Regions from separate parts of the Mus musculus genome. Here all the other regions are linked to region 3. The links are chromatin contacts, called in public HiChIP or PLAC-seq maps. All regions are on one chromosome and are shown on one strand. The core of a region is the stretch at or near the end of the contact, and the rest is flanking DNA. Distances in the headings are between cores, read along the strand shown.

Evidence for each region. HiChIP or PLAC-seq counts read pairs in DNA pulled down with a chosen protein or histone mark.
Region 1: a contact with region 3 is called in a CTCF HiChIP or PLAC-seq map of pro-B cells, with 28 times the contacts expected there. The contact joins two enhancer-like sites. A contact is called at or near these places in 2 of 15 datasets of contacts at CTCF or cohesin (large pre-B cells and pro-B cells), 2 of 484 Hi-C or Micro-C datasets (large pre-B cells and pre-B cells) and 2 of 115 datasets of contacts at active chromatin or transcription factors (embryonic fibroblasts and large pre-B cells).
Region 2: a contact with region 3 is called in an H3K27ac HiChIP or PLAC-seq map of embryonic fibroblasts, with 6 times the contacts expected there. The contact joins two enhancer-like sites. A contact is called at or near these places in 2 of 115 datasets of contacts at active chromatin or transcription factors (embryonic fibroblasts and large pre-B cells).

What each region holds. Positions count from the first base shown.
Region 1 is chr11:45,537,140-45,541,974 of GRCm38.p6, reverse strand. No RefSeq gene overlaps it. Among named protein-coding and RNA genes, the nearest start is that of Gm22284, 100 kb to the left of the region's middle. Within about 2 kb of position 2,339, at least 23 of the 459 cell types and tissues checked have an H3K27ac peak or open chromatin away from gene starts, as enhancers often do. A contact at or near this core is called in pro-B cells, where this site is marked.
Region 2 is chr11:45,882,109-45,886,530 of GRCm38.p6, reverse strand. Clint1 (clathrin interactor 1) reads right to left here. Exons shown (of 12, transcript NM_001045520.4): 2 at 2,717-2,821; 3 at 2,103-2,199; 4 at 1-100. Among named protein-coding and RNA genes, the nearest start is that of Clint1, 32 kb to the right of the region's middle. Within about 2 kb of position 2,755, at least 66 of the 459 cell types and tissues checked have an H3K27ac peak or open chromatin away from gene starts, as enhancers often do. A contact at or near this core is called in embryonic fibroblasts, where this site is marked.
Region 3 is chr11:44,947,800-44,952,489 of GRCm38.p6, reverse strand. The region is part of intron 10 of Ebf1 (early B cell factor 1); the gene reads right to left. Among named protein-coding and RNA genes, the nearest start is that of Gm51859, 140 kb to the left of the region's middle. Within about 2 kb of position 1,924, at least 60 of the 459 cell types and tissues checked have an H3K27ac peak or open chromatin away from gene starts, as enhancers often do. A contact at or near this core is called in embryonic fibroblasts and pro-B cells, where this site is marked.

The DNA.
Region 1 (4,835 bases), core at 1,090-3,589, 590 kb before region 3:
TGCCCATTCCTGGACTCAGGAGATCTGCTTTAAAAACCAGTCGAAGGAGTTTCTCAGCTGCAGGTGTAGCCCATGGTCAACACATATGAGATGTTGCTCCACCTCAATGTGGTCTGATCCCATAATAAAGACTTGTGTTGACATCTTACTTTTCTTCAAGGTCTTGATCAAGTTTTTAAGTCTATAAAGGGAACTACTTTCCAAATTCATCTTCTTTTCTTTGAATTTTGGACATACGCCTTATTTAACTAACACTTGGTAGTATCATATTGTAACTGAACCATGATTGACTGTGAACCTGTAATGAGCCATGTGTGTTCTTATATCCAACCAGATCAGAGTCATTATACGCCAGAAATTGACATGGATTAACAATATTAACAACAGCTTCATGATTCTAATCTCATTTAACCTTATAAAAGTTCTATGAGGTAGATGCTACTATAGTCCTTTCTTTTATCACAAGAACACCAAATCTGGGAGGACAGAAGTAACTTATCTGAGGCTAGAGAGCTAAAAAGTGGATCTGCGAGTTCTTAGCTAGTGCTCTCTTTCCCTTATCCCATTTTATTAGAGTTTGATTCTCTGGTTCATAATTTTATACTCTCAGATGTTCTCCCATGGCAGGTCTGTGCAGTAAGAGCGGCAAGAACAGGAGAACTCTGGGAATTTGCAAGCTGAGTTGGGAGAGCCTGGCGAAGGCTCATTGCCTCTGTTGAAGAAATGTCCAGGTTTGTTAAATGTGTCTATTCAGAGCTGCCCTGTGGATCAGCCATACACTAGGGTTGACATGATGGAGAACATTGAAGAGTGTCTTCTTCACTCGTAGTTAACCCATCCCAGGCTGTTTTGGTATATTCCCTTATCTGCAGTTGTCAAGAGCAACTTTCCTATGAATACTCCTTGCCTGCTGCTTATGCCAAGGGAGTGGATATTACCAGGGATCAGCTAGGACTTGGAATTTTATAGGATATCTCTGGAATTGGGAGCAGCAATAGACGTACATGCCACTGGGAACCACAGTGGACTTGAACTACGGGCCCATCTATAACTGAGACGGGGAGCCTATGGTTGTACAAAACTATCTGTGGGTCATAGGATTACTGCTATGTATCCCTAACCCCAAATTTCTGGTTCAAGTTCAAGAAAGAAACTCATGACTTCTGCTCAAGGCACACACTGCAAAGTATCAGGGCTGGAAGAGACTAAGCAAGCATAGAATGTTGTTTTATTGACTCTCATTCTGTGTCTATAGTGATGGTGAACACCATGAATTGATGGTAATGTTTCCCCTGGACAGGCTTAGATGTAGCCTCAGGCTCTTCTAATGCACCGTGAGCAGCCATGGAGTTGGTAGAACCTTCAGCTTTGAGCTGGACTCTTTTTTTTTTTTTTAATGGCTGACTCTCACTTGCACTGTGATAATGGAGGTCAGAGGTATCCTGCATGGTCAATAGGAGAGCTTCTTTCTCTGTTGGGTGTAATTAGGAAGGTGTTAGAGGGACCAGAAATGATAGGGTACCAAGCTGGAGTCTCGTCTTGATGCCACAAGAACGTGAGTGATCTTAGGTTAGGCATGACCTCCTCTGACCTTAGTTTGCCTCCCCTGAAATGAAAGGCTAGAGAGGACTGAGAGATGACATGGCTTGCTTTCAGATGTGTGGCCCTGGGACATTTTTTCTGCAATGTTGAGATATTTACATTACTTATGCCCCAATTCTTTGAGGACAGACATGGGACAGTCTCATTGCCACCCTACATACCCATATTCCTCGTAGACATTGGTGGCTCTTCACAGCTCTCTACCTGAACCTGTATGGATTTGACTATAGATGCCTCAGCACACGTTTTGGCAAAGATTATAGACAGCTACTGACAACCTACTGGGGTTTGTAGTTAAAAGTAAATGACAGAGTATAAATGGTATGTAGAAACAGTAACTTTGTGGAGGTGATTGAAAGTCAGGTCTTCACAGAAGGATGAAAGAAGAAACAACAGAAAAAGAAATGAGGAACGAAGATTACCTCGTCTTCAGGAAATTCCGTTTTATTTTGCTTTGGAAAATGCCACCCAGGGCTTCCTAGCTTCAGGCAAAGTCTGCCAGCTCACCTGGAACTTTGCTGCCTTTTCTAGGAATGAAGACCATACTGGAGGAATTCAGGAGTGAGGCTCAGGAAAAACAGAGAGTTGAAAATGGACCGAAATATCAAACAAGGCCAGAGGGCTACATTGCTATTTCAGACCAGTTGCGGTTTGACTGGCCTGAATCTGTGGAGACTTGCTTCCAGGCCTTCAGCTACAGGTTTGGCATTTCATCTGCTAGATGGCGCTGTACTCTAAGGAAAGGCATAGTCAGTCCTGCTTGACTTGGAGCCTGGGGAAGGCAGAACAACTGGGCAAGGCCAGCCTTTGCCCTGCAGCACCAACTCCTTCTGCCGGGGTGCCTCTTACTCTCTTTTCTATCTTTTCTATTTTATTTTGTAGTGTGGTAATGTTGTATGCTAAATCTGATAAGTTACAAGGCCTTTGTATCCTGGACAAAAGTGAGACAAAATGAGAAGTACATACATAAGACACACACACACACATACACACACACACACACACACACACACACACACACACACACACACACACAGAGTGGGGGGCAGAGAGAGGAGGAGAGAGAGAGGCAGAGAGATGGAGAGACAGAGAGAGAGACATACAGAGAGACAGACAGAGAGAGAAAGAGAGAGACAGAGACAGAGAAGAGGAAAGGGGTAGAGGTGATGACATTTAGGTCTCCTTGAAACCTCAACTGGTCTGTGGCCTTAACTTGACCAAAGGCCCTGGAAAATAGAAACAGTTCTCTCTGCATCTTGCCTCCTGAGTTGGATGCCTGGGGCTCCAGCTTTACACTGAAGCCCTCTAACTGAGATCTATCCAAGGCCAAGCTACTACACATAGGCACCAAGATCCAGTTTTCTGTGCAATTTTGATGCTAGGCTGCCAGGCAGGCTCCTGGTGTGCACATGCAGCCAGGGATAGAGTTTGCAACCCCCTTTATGGTATCAGTAGCCAGAAGGAGTGGAAACAATGATAAAGAGGGAGTGTGTAAACCAGGAGGGGACATAATGGCAGCAAGAGGAGAGAGAGGGATAAGGGAGGAGAGGACCAAGAATGGGGGTGAAGGGTGTGGGAAAGGAAGGATCACACAAGGAGGACCAGGCATCCAGAAAGAAAGGGCAGTGGAGAGATGAGGGCACACTGGTGCTGGATGGGAAGGCGGTGGGGGGCAGGAAGAGGTGAGAAGTGGAGTGAAGCTTTTCCAGTAAACATGAAAGCGGAGACACAGACCCAGCAGAGGAGGACAGCTCTGCTGGGCAAACAAGAAAACAGAGAGCGAGAAACGGCTGGGAACTGCAGAACCCCCCCCCCCCCCCCCGACAAGACAAGGTTCCTCAAAGGAGCACAGCCACAGCAGTGAGGATGTTGCAGAAGAAGTTAGTCAGGAGATGGGCAAGGAGACATTGAAGCAGAAAGGGAAGGAGAAGCAAGGGAGCAAGAGAGCAGAGCTGAATTTAGAAAGGGAGAAAAAAAAAGTGAGCAGAAACAATATGTTAAAAGCCTTCATGGGGAGGGCAAAGGCATAGGGAAAGAGCTGTTTATAGAATGTTTACATTAGAGCCTTAAAAACCGGAATGTGTGTCTTGGAGTATAGCCATTGTCTAGGAAACACAGCATGGCTTTTAAGCAAATGGTGGAGTCATCAGGGCCACACAGAGCAGATCACACTGGCCTGCTTTGTGGGCTTGCCCAGAGCTGCCTTCTTGTTGGCGGCCAGCCGGGGATGGAGGCTAGCTACCTGCTGGGCCTGCTGTCTGACAGAGGGCTATCCCTGTTCAGTTCATGGTGCTTTGAGTCCAGACGCATCCGTTCCTCTTGCAGGCTAAGAATTGCATCAGGATGCGGTCCGTTTGAAGCTGCTTCGAGACAGATGTCGGGTAGAGTAAGAGGAGAGACATGGTCAAAGGCATCCTAGGGTGGAGGTGAAAGGACAGGTCCTTGGAGTCTGGTGGCCACAGTTCGGTTCTGAGGTTTCTTTGTTTTTTATTTTATTTTATTATTATTTTTTTTTATCACGCTACCATGTAAACTAGCACATGTCTGTTTGCTGCTTTGAGCCTTTGGTAAGTGATCTATAAACTTTGCATTTTGTGGGGTTGAGAGACAGCTCAGTCAGTCAAATGCTTGGTACCTAAGCGCAAGGCTACAACGTTCAATTCCCAGACCGCTCTTAAAAAAAAACAAAAAACAAAAAAACAAACAAAAAAACAACTGGTGTTGAAGATACTTAGTGCACACTTAGCTCAGCACAGGGAGGTAGAGACTGGCAGATTCTTGGGAATCACTGGTTAGCCAGCCCACCTTGCTCTCTGTACCAAGCCAAGAGATCTTATCCCCAAACCCAAGGTGGATGGCTCCTGAGAAACATCCCCTGAGGTTGACTTCTGGCCTACATGTTCTCTGTTCCCGACATGTACCCCCTTCCCCACATACACATGAATAGCACCTCACCTGCACCCCTCGTTGATCATCACAGCTATCTGTGGTGATGCTGAGAGGCTCAGTGAGCTGATGTATGCGCTTAACAGGGCGACGGTTCCTATTCATGCCCACTCAGTGTTGGCTGGCCTGCTACGTATGATAATGAGGACCAGACAACAGTGTGTGTGTTCTGGGGGATCTGCCCATGAGTGCAGAGGAAGGGGCTTAGATGTGAAGATGTTTGAGCAAGGGAATGCTTTGTACAAAGTGTTCTGTGAGGATAATGAATTACATGGTGGCCTGTGGGC
Region 2 (4,422 bases), core at 1,506-4,005, 930 kb before region 3:
GGTAATTTTCCAGGGATCGCAAATCATAAATGTGTTCTCTGGCACTTGTAACAACTCGCTCCGATCCATTTCTTATGAGGTAAGCTAGGAGCAGCAACGACTGTGGAAATATAAAGCACCAAATGACTGAATGGAATAAGCTCTGGAAGAGCAGTGGTACACAGTTACACACAAACACAAACTCCAACATTACTCGATGCTGGTGGTGAGGAGTGTGCCCTCTCCTTTCTGTTTGACCGAAAGACAGTCCGAACTTCATCCTCACGTTCCTAGTACAGAAAATAATTACAAACTACCTAGGCAATGGCTACTTTAAGATTTAAAGTAACTAGTAATTCTGAAGTCTAACACTAGTCAAACAAATCATGGGATTTCCAGGAGTGGCCTGGCTCTCGCTGTTGGCCTTCTGGAGCCACTCCCCTAAGTACTAGGGACATGGGAGGATCCTTTTGTCTTTACAAGACCCTGTAGGACCCTGTAGCAGTGTCCTGTGAGAAAACCCAATTCTGATGCTAATGAGGTTTCAAAAGATTTCAACAGAAGGAAAACTTTGCAAAATTGTTAAGCCAAGGGATGCTAACTAAGTGGGCATGCTAGATGCTGAGTCAGAGGCACCTAGCAATGATGGCCGGGCTGGCATTAGGCAGCAGGGCTCTTCACAAGCTGGTGACGCAGCAGGAAACACTCCTCTGCTTTTTCACCTAAAACTTCATTTCACTATGATTTCAGGTCTGTGCAGGGTGGTGACCCTGAGGGCACAAACTCACACTTAATAGTAAGTAATCTGGGGGGGTTGGTTTCGAAACAGGGTTTCATCATGCCTCTCTGGATGGCCTCTAGCTCACGGTAATCCTCCAGCCTCAGCCACCTAAATGTTGAGAGTGTTGCCCTGTAGCCATTTTACTCAGATTTCCTAATCTTTTGAAAAAGTACAATAATCTTTAAAAGCCCCCATTTTAGAAAAATTATACAATTTATAGAAATCTCAGAGAATATTTTAGGAAACAAACATCATAAAAATCACAAAATTTGCTGGACATGGTGCCACATGCCTTTAATCCTAATAGTTGGGGGACAGAGGCAGACAGATTTCTAGTAGTTTAAGACATAGTCTATATACTTAGTTGGGCTAGCCAGGGCTACAAAGAGAGACTTTGTTCTCCCCAGCACCCTCACCAAATTAGAACAGGGGGGAGGGCTGAAGAGACGGCTTAGTGGATAAAGTACTTACCATGCAAACACTGGTATAGAAGCTTGGATCCCCATCACCCACATAAAAAGCTGGGCAGGCCTGGCTGCCACCTGTAATTCTACTCTGAGGAGACAGGGATCCCAAGCAAGCTAGCTGGATCAGAAAGCTCTGAGTTCAGTGAGACTCTGCTCATAAAATGGAATGCCTGAGGAAGACACAGGAGCAAAGCTCTGGCCTCCCTATACTTCCAAACACACATACAGTGGCACATTACACTCAGACACTCAACAACAGTAACAGTAACAACAAAATTCTAGTTAAAACAGGTTTTTAATTCTGAGAGTCAAAATGTCACGTTGCAAATGTGAACACTGCTGTGGTCTGCTACGTGTGAGAGTGAATCCTTTTGGCGTACAGCATGTTTTGAGAAGCAGGAAAACATGATTAACTAGGAAGACCATCACCTTGCTTTAGAAATACAGAATCAAAATGAGATGAATCCGAGGAAAAGTCCACACACAGGTGAAGCCAGAAGTCTGCACACCTCACTCTCAGTGCCAGTCCCAGCTTATAGACTTCGCTGAGCGGAATGGTGCTATCACCCAACCACAAATTAAACAAAGCTGTTTACAGAGGTGACAAACATGAGACTGGTTTTTAATTTTAAACAGTCAAGTAGCAAACTTGCATATGAGTAGAGATTAAATACTCAAAACACCTCAACAGATTTAGTAGGAAAAAATTTAAGAAACAATAAAAATCTTCAATATTTAGAAGAACATAAGTCTGAACACACTCTGTACTATGAAGGGCTGTTTATGACTGGAAAACAGTGTGTGTCTCGGAAAAGTCTAGAAACTTAGTGGACTACAGTCATGTCAACACTCGCTCTTGTAGGCTTCCACCATACCTTATAAACTCTTCTCCAGTTCTTTTTGTTGTCTTTTAGCATCCGGGACCAAAGCATGTTCATGAGTTCTGGGAACTGCTCATACATAAAGGTAGCCCTGAAAGAGAGGAGTTTCCTTAAGCATCTGTAGTAGCATAAATCTGACAATAGATGGCAGCCTTGCTCTAGGTTCTTTGGACTACCCAAACAGCTTAGAAAAAAAATAAGCCGAAATCAAATTTTAATGACACTCCTCCTAAAACACACTTCCTCTTATTCTTCACAACACACAGCACATCATGAGGAATCACGGTGCCATCCTGCAAGCTTTTTCTTCATGGCCTCAGTGCCCCACATTGTCACCAAGAAAAAAGTGTGTGATTTTTTTTTACTTCAAATATTTTATACGTGTTCTTCAAAATTTGCAAGGAAAGCTATTAAGTCTTGGCTGACGCATCATTAAAAGCTAATTTTTAATGGGAATGGAACCTATATAAAACTCTCCACACTAATCAAAATGGATTATGCAGAACATATGGCTGATAGTTAAACAGGTTAAAACTGAAAGCAAACTTCACTTTCTGTGTAAAGACACTTTGATTCTTTCTGTACTGTTGAGTCAAATTACCACTTACTTGGCAATCTCTCCCATGAGCTGCCCAGAAGGTCCCCAGGGATCATCATTCGTTGCTTCTCGAACCTTAGACTCAATCTCTGAGTAATTCATAACCACATTGGTGCTGCAGAGGGAAAATGCACATGTGCATGTGCACACACACACATATAGATACATAAAGATTAGCATCAAAACTGAGCAACACATGAAAACTAAATGATACTAACGTATGTCTTAATGAGCCACATCTATGGAGTGGGGGGCAGCTCTGCTCACAGGCTACTCCAAAGACACGACATTACACACTTAAGTTATCTTAAGAATTTAGCTTTCAAGAATGCAGAGGAATGTCATCAGCCCTGGCCCAAGTCCAGGAGACATGGTCTGATCTCAAAGACAAACGGACACGCTCAAGTCTATCACAGAGCCAGGATGTTCACCTTCTCTCTGCCCGTGCTTTACAAGAGGTCGGGTTTGTGTTTATAGGAATTCTGTTCTCTTACACTAAATTACAGTGGACAATTCTGTGTGACATTTAAAAAAGACATAACACAAAGAGAATATTCTACAACTGTTTAAAACTATTACCAACATTTCCTTCTGTATCAGTGTTTTTCTCTAACAAAAACTTAATTATTAGTTATTGTAAACCTCACACCTTCACTGGCTACATAATATTTTACTGGGAAATGATATTTAACTTTTCCTTGAGACTTCTAGTTTTTTGACAAGAACATGGGAGACAGAAAACCTGATTCCAACCCCATTTCATGAAGCAGTTTTGTTTTAACCTTGGTTTCAACTGTAGACTGGGAAGAGGCTCTGTACACCTCAAAAGACAGCATAGAAACTGGTGCTGCTCTCCTGCCTGACAGACAGGTGATGCTCAGTTAATAACTGAGAGCCATCCTATAGCAAGAAAGAACGCTTTCAAAGGGTAAGACACAAGACAGCAAAACACTTGATTTTTTTTTTTTAAACAGCCATGTGTATGGGATCTGAAGGAAGAAAAGCCATAAAAATGTGAGTTCATCTGATGTATATAGTTCCCATTACTACTGAATGTGTGTTCTAACAGATGAACACAGCAACACAAAATCAAAACTAATAAATGAGTGAATAAAATCAGATTTAGATAGCTACTACTCATATATCCTCCCTTCTTTTGCTATGTGGCTTTTTAAAAGTCATCAAAAGTTGTTTTCTAAATACGGAAGGATCAAGGCTCAGCGCTTTTAGACCTTGTCTGCTGCCATTCGTTCCTTCAAGGAGTTTAGCTTAGTTAAGTCACTGACAAACAGATCCACATCAGCACTGAGACAGTCACATATAGACAGTTGGTCAGGTCACAGAACAAACAGTGCAGCTCCTACACCGACACCCACAACAGGACTCTACCAAGAAAAGTGTCCCCTGAATGCCAGGGACACCCCCTCCAACTGCACAACTAATGCGATAATATAACTAAAAGTTATTTCCTTAGGAACCCACAACTTTTGGGGCTCTTGAAGACTTTTAATGAATTTTCCTAATATTCCAGAGATGATTCTGTTGACAACAATTTATATATAAATAATGGTGTTGCTCTTCTCCTTAATTTTTATCAACAATGGAAACAAAATGAAGGCAAGCCAGCCAAAACCAGATCTACAATTTAAGATAATACAAAATGATGGATCTGACACTTTTGTTTATTCTGGTGGCTAAAGACTGCATGGTTGTGGG
Region 3 (4,690 bases), core at 675-3,174:
TCAAGTTAGAAAAGGAAGCACACAGCGCATCATAATGCAGTTATATGTGAAAGATGGGCTTAACTAGTTAGCAGTAGCCGGTGGGAGAATACAGTAAGTCTACACTGTGTGAAATTATGCTTCTCTTCAATGCCGTGCTATGGAGAAGACTTAGTGTGTGAGGAAAGGGGTATATTAAATAAAGCAGAAGATGAAGCTGCATGTGTGAATAGACACACAGTACAATATAGTCACAGATGCAAAACAAAACAAAAAAAGATGTTTGCCTGTGTTTGTTATACATAGAAAAATAACAGAGAAGTCCAGGGAGGCATTGCCATTACTGGGTGATGAGTACTGGGTGAGTTTGTACCCTTTTATCCTCTCTTGGTTTTTGCTTTTTGGGGGGGGGGTTGTTTGTTTATTTGCTCTGTTTTGCTACATAATTAGCACACGTTATTTTGTGAATGGTGTTTTGAAATGGAAATGATTGTTATTTCCTTGAGCAAATCATCCAGAGATGTGTGAGAGGAGCACTTGGACTCACTAGCAGGCTTAGTAGCCACTCTTCCTACCCTTGGCTTGTGAGACCTCAAGGGTGTTCTCCAGCCAAGGACTCCTGGGCCAGAGCTTTAGTGAGAACTGCCCATTAGCAAGCTAGAGAGTCTCATGCACATTCCTGCTACATGCCAAGTGTGGGACACTCACTTGCAAAGGGGCTGCAAGCTTATGGAAATCTTGAAGTAGTTGGAAATAATGTTAGGATTTGATGGTAGATTCTAGGGTCACACTGGCAGATAGTGGCTCCTGTGGTCACACTGTCCAAATACTTGGCAGATGACTCAACCCTTCTTGCCTCCTTCTCCTTATCTGTAGCATCAGGGCAGTACTTGTGGCCGAGTCGTGCTCGAGCCAATGCTTCTGCATTTGTAAACTCTTAGAAGCAGACAGCACATAAGTACTGACATTGTTGTTAAATGAATCCTATGAATCTGAGTTCGTTGGTCAGAAGTCCTTATAACGAAGAGCCAAATATGGTCAGAATACATGTCAAATCATTGCCCTTCTCTAAGTGGTCAGAGAAGCCTTTCTTGGGCATGGCTGTCATTTGCTGGTGAAACTAAGTCATTAGGTACTTCCAGGCGCCTGGTAAGGCTTCACATATCCACCCTGATGCTCTGTAATGGTGATGGTAGCACTAAGGTTCAATGACTAAGTTGCTAAGTGCAAGTATTACTTGTAGCTTTGTATTGAGTACTCTATATTTAGAGTTTCATCTAAGACATAAAACCAAGAAGGTATTCCATAAATATTTACTCAGTGGGAGAAAAGAATGAATGAATTGAGTGAATGACTTCATCACATCCACATCAAGTATACTACTTCTAAACATATTACCTCAAGGTAGGCATGGTTTGATACATTTGTCATTGATTGTTAAGTAGAGTGATATATTCCTTTAACCCCAACACTCCAGAAACAGAGGCAGGATGATATCTGTGAATTAGAGGCTAGGCTGGTCTACATAACAAGTTCCAGGGCAGCCAGGGAGACTTCTTCTAAAACAAAACCAAAAGTGAAACAAACAAACAAACAAACAACAAAAAGAAAACCAAACCAAACCAAACCAAAAGAATCAAGCAACAACAACAACAATAATATCAAAAAACTAATGTGGAAACATCAATGCTTTCAGACTAGAAAATGTACTCTTGTTCATGTGGAAACCATAATGTCCATATCAAAAGAGCAGACAAGTATAAACACTTTTTTCCTCCAAGATGGAAACAAATCATAGCTCAGACCTTGAATGTCTTCTAGAACGTTTCATAGGAACGGTTGGGAGGAAGAGAGCCCTGAACTCAGAATCCAAAACAGTAGCAGCAGCAACCAGAAACAGGCAGTTCATGTAACTGGTTCTGTGGTTTCCACGGCCAGGTAGAGCGTGACAAGAACGTTACAGGAACTGACATCAAGTCCAGAACTAGCCATAGAAGCGGTCTACATGGTAAATGTCACTATAACAACAGTCGCTACGGAACAAAAGGGGAAAACCTGTTGAGATCCTGCCTAGTTGTGTTGTGAGCACTCCTGAGGGCCTCTGCGCACACTGCATGTTTGAATGTGTAGTGTAAGCTTTAGCCTTTTCTGGAGGTGAATCTTGGCTCCAACACCTGGGGGACTGGGAGACTGGGAGACTGGGAGACTGGGAGACTGGGAGACTGGGAGACTGGGAGACTGGGAGACTGGGAGACTGGGAGACTGGGAGATTGGTGAGAAGCCCAGTGTCCTGCGGTTGTAAAACCTTGATAGGGTCTCCAAGTCATTTTCCTCAAATGTGTGCAACCCACGAAGATAATTATAGATGACCATTTCGTAAGCACTTTATTGCTTCCCCCCCCCCATAAATTTTAATTTTGGAAAGTTAAAAGTGAAAAAAATGTGGTTTCAATTTCCTACAAATTGCACACAATTTAGTTTTAACAAGAAAATAGGAACAAAGTGGGGGGGGGGTCATGTTCTTTAAAGTGAATTAGGAACTAGAGTTTGTTTCTACCCACTCAATGCCATGAGAAAAATAAAGCACAAGATTTAGGATCAATGCCTCCCAAAAATGGAACTCATGAACCATGGTAGAGAGACATAGTCTTTAAAAAAAAAATCTAAACATGATGTAAGCAGTCTAACAGCAGAGTAACACCATTGAACTGAGCTAGTCTGTGTCTGTAGAGAAGAAAGCAAACTTCATGAAGGCCAGAGGGAAAATGGTGAATGAAACTGGGGTAGATGCTGATAACCCTCACACATACGTAGCAGAATGTGTGTGAATAAGAAAAGGCTGCATGACCTCATGAGCTCTTCATTTTACTCTCAACTGTGCTGCCTACAACGAAAGACAATTAAAAACAATTATTCCTGAAATTATTTAAACACACAGCTAAAAATAGAACAAAGCAACAGAATTACAGAATTGTCAATATATATGAATATATATGTGTGTGTGTGTACATGTATAAACATATATACATATATGTGCATAGAATATATATATATATATATATATAAAAGAAATTGTATCCTTCTGCTGAGACCTGGCTGTCATCTCGGTGTTAGATCATGTTTTTTCCAAGGTAGTCATCTGTGGCGACTAGCCTGTTAAAGACAGGAAACCCACAAAGTGTCTCTACCACACCAAGCACACTAGCTGGAAAGCAAACAATGAAATCAGTCAGCCAGGTGTTTTCTCTCGTGTGCCAAACTTGGATTGGATATTGTGTCTCCTTAATTTGTCCTCTGCCTTGGTAGCTGTGCACTCTGTTTGGTAAGAAAAATTATGCAAGTAATAAACTACTTCATCAAAGTTGTTTCTCTTTTGATCAAATTACATTATTCAATTATACCACCGACCCTTCTCAAATGTTCTACTTCCAAAAAGGTTTACTCCCTAACATGCCCTAAGAATCCTTCCAAAATATTAGCATTTGTAGTCTTTAAAATAAACAAATAAACAAAAAGACCCTCACTACTTCAAGTTTTCTGATCAAAAATAATAACTCCCTAGTATTTTTTTTCTAATTAGGGTTGAACTTGCAAGACTAGAATGCCTCTGACTATCGGAACATGGAGTTCTGGCTTTCAAAGGTCCAGCCATAAACTTAGACTTGGCAAACTTAGCATATTACTCATTGGCTAATAATCCCATTAGTCAAAACTGCAAGCTCTTGGTCAAGTGCATATTTTATATATTACTGCATGAAACCCTAGCAGGAGTCCCACATCCCAAATGTCTTTTGAAGGCACAGGGATTAACATGAGGCAATTTCCTCTGTTCACACAGAAACGCTGGCTTTCCCCCATGCGAATATCAGTAACTATGTGGGATTGCTGAAAGGCCGTTTGCTTCCTTCTGCAACCACATTAGCCGTCCCATCAGGCAACGACTTCCATTGAGTTCTGCATTGGCTGTCCACAGTAGTCACCTGTACACAAAGCTGTATGGTAGCAAGAGAAGAGGAGGGCCTTGTTGCAAAATACTCAGAAACATCAAGGGTCTGAAACTCTCTGCTATGCAGACTGAGAAGAAAGCACGTGGTTAAATGGAGTATTCTTTTCTTTTGGTTCAATATATCCTTTCAAAACAGGCCCCGCAAAAGCCTTCTAAACCTATGCCACCCATGTCCACTAGGCTCATTTCTAAACCCGTCACATCAGATCAAAAATGTCAGCCCTACCTGCCAAGGAGCAGGAAATATTTGACTCACTGCTCCAAGTACCTCATTGCTCTCTACAAAACCAAAAATGCGTGGAAGATGTGGATGAAGAAAGGAGACTGCATTCACTTGTGTGCACGGAATTTTAGTTTCAAATATTCTTTCTTACTCAATATTGAGTCAATCTTCAGGATTTTCCATCTTAAGAGAATAAAAAGAAAAATACCCAACTATCCTCAAACCTCTTGTGGGGATGAAAGGGAGAAGGGAGCTGGGATGAGTGCAGACACTGACCTTGGAGTTACAGCCTGTGGCTTCTGAAATCCTGAAGAAGAACAGTTTTTTTGGTTTTTTTGGTTTTTTTTTTTTTGACAAGAGATAATGATGAGGGGGTGAATGGGTGGAATGGAATTTTTCTCCTAACTTCTTACTATATATACTTTTTGGATAAACAAATGTATTGGTTATGTTAGAACGCCTGCTTAGTGCCCGTTTAAAGA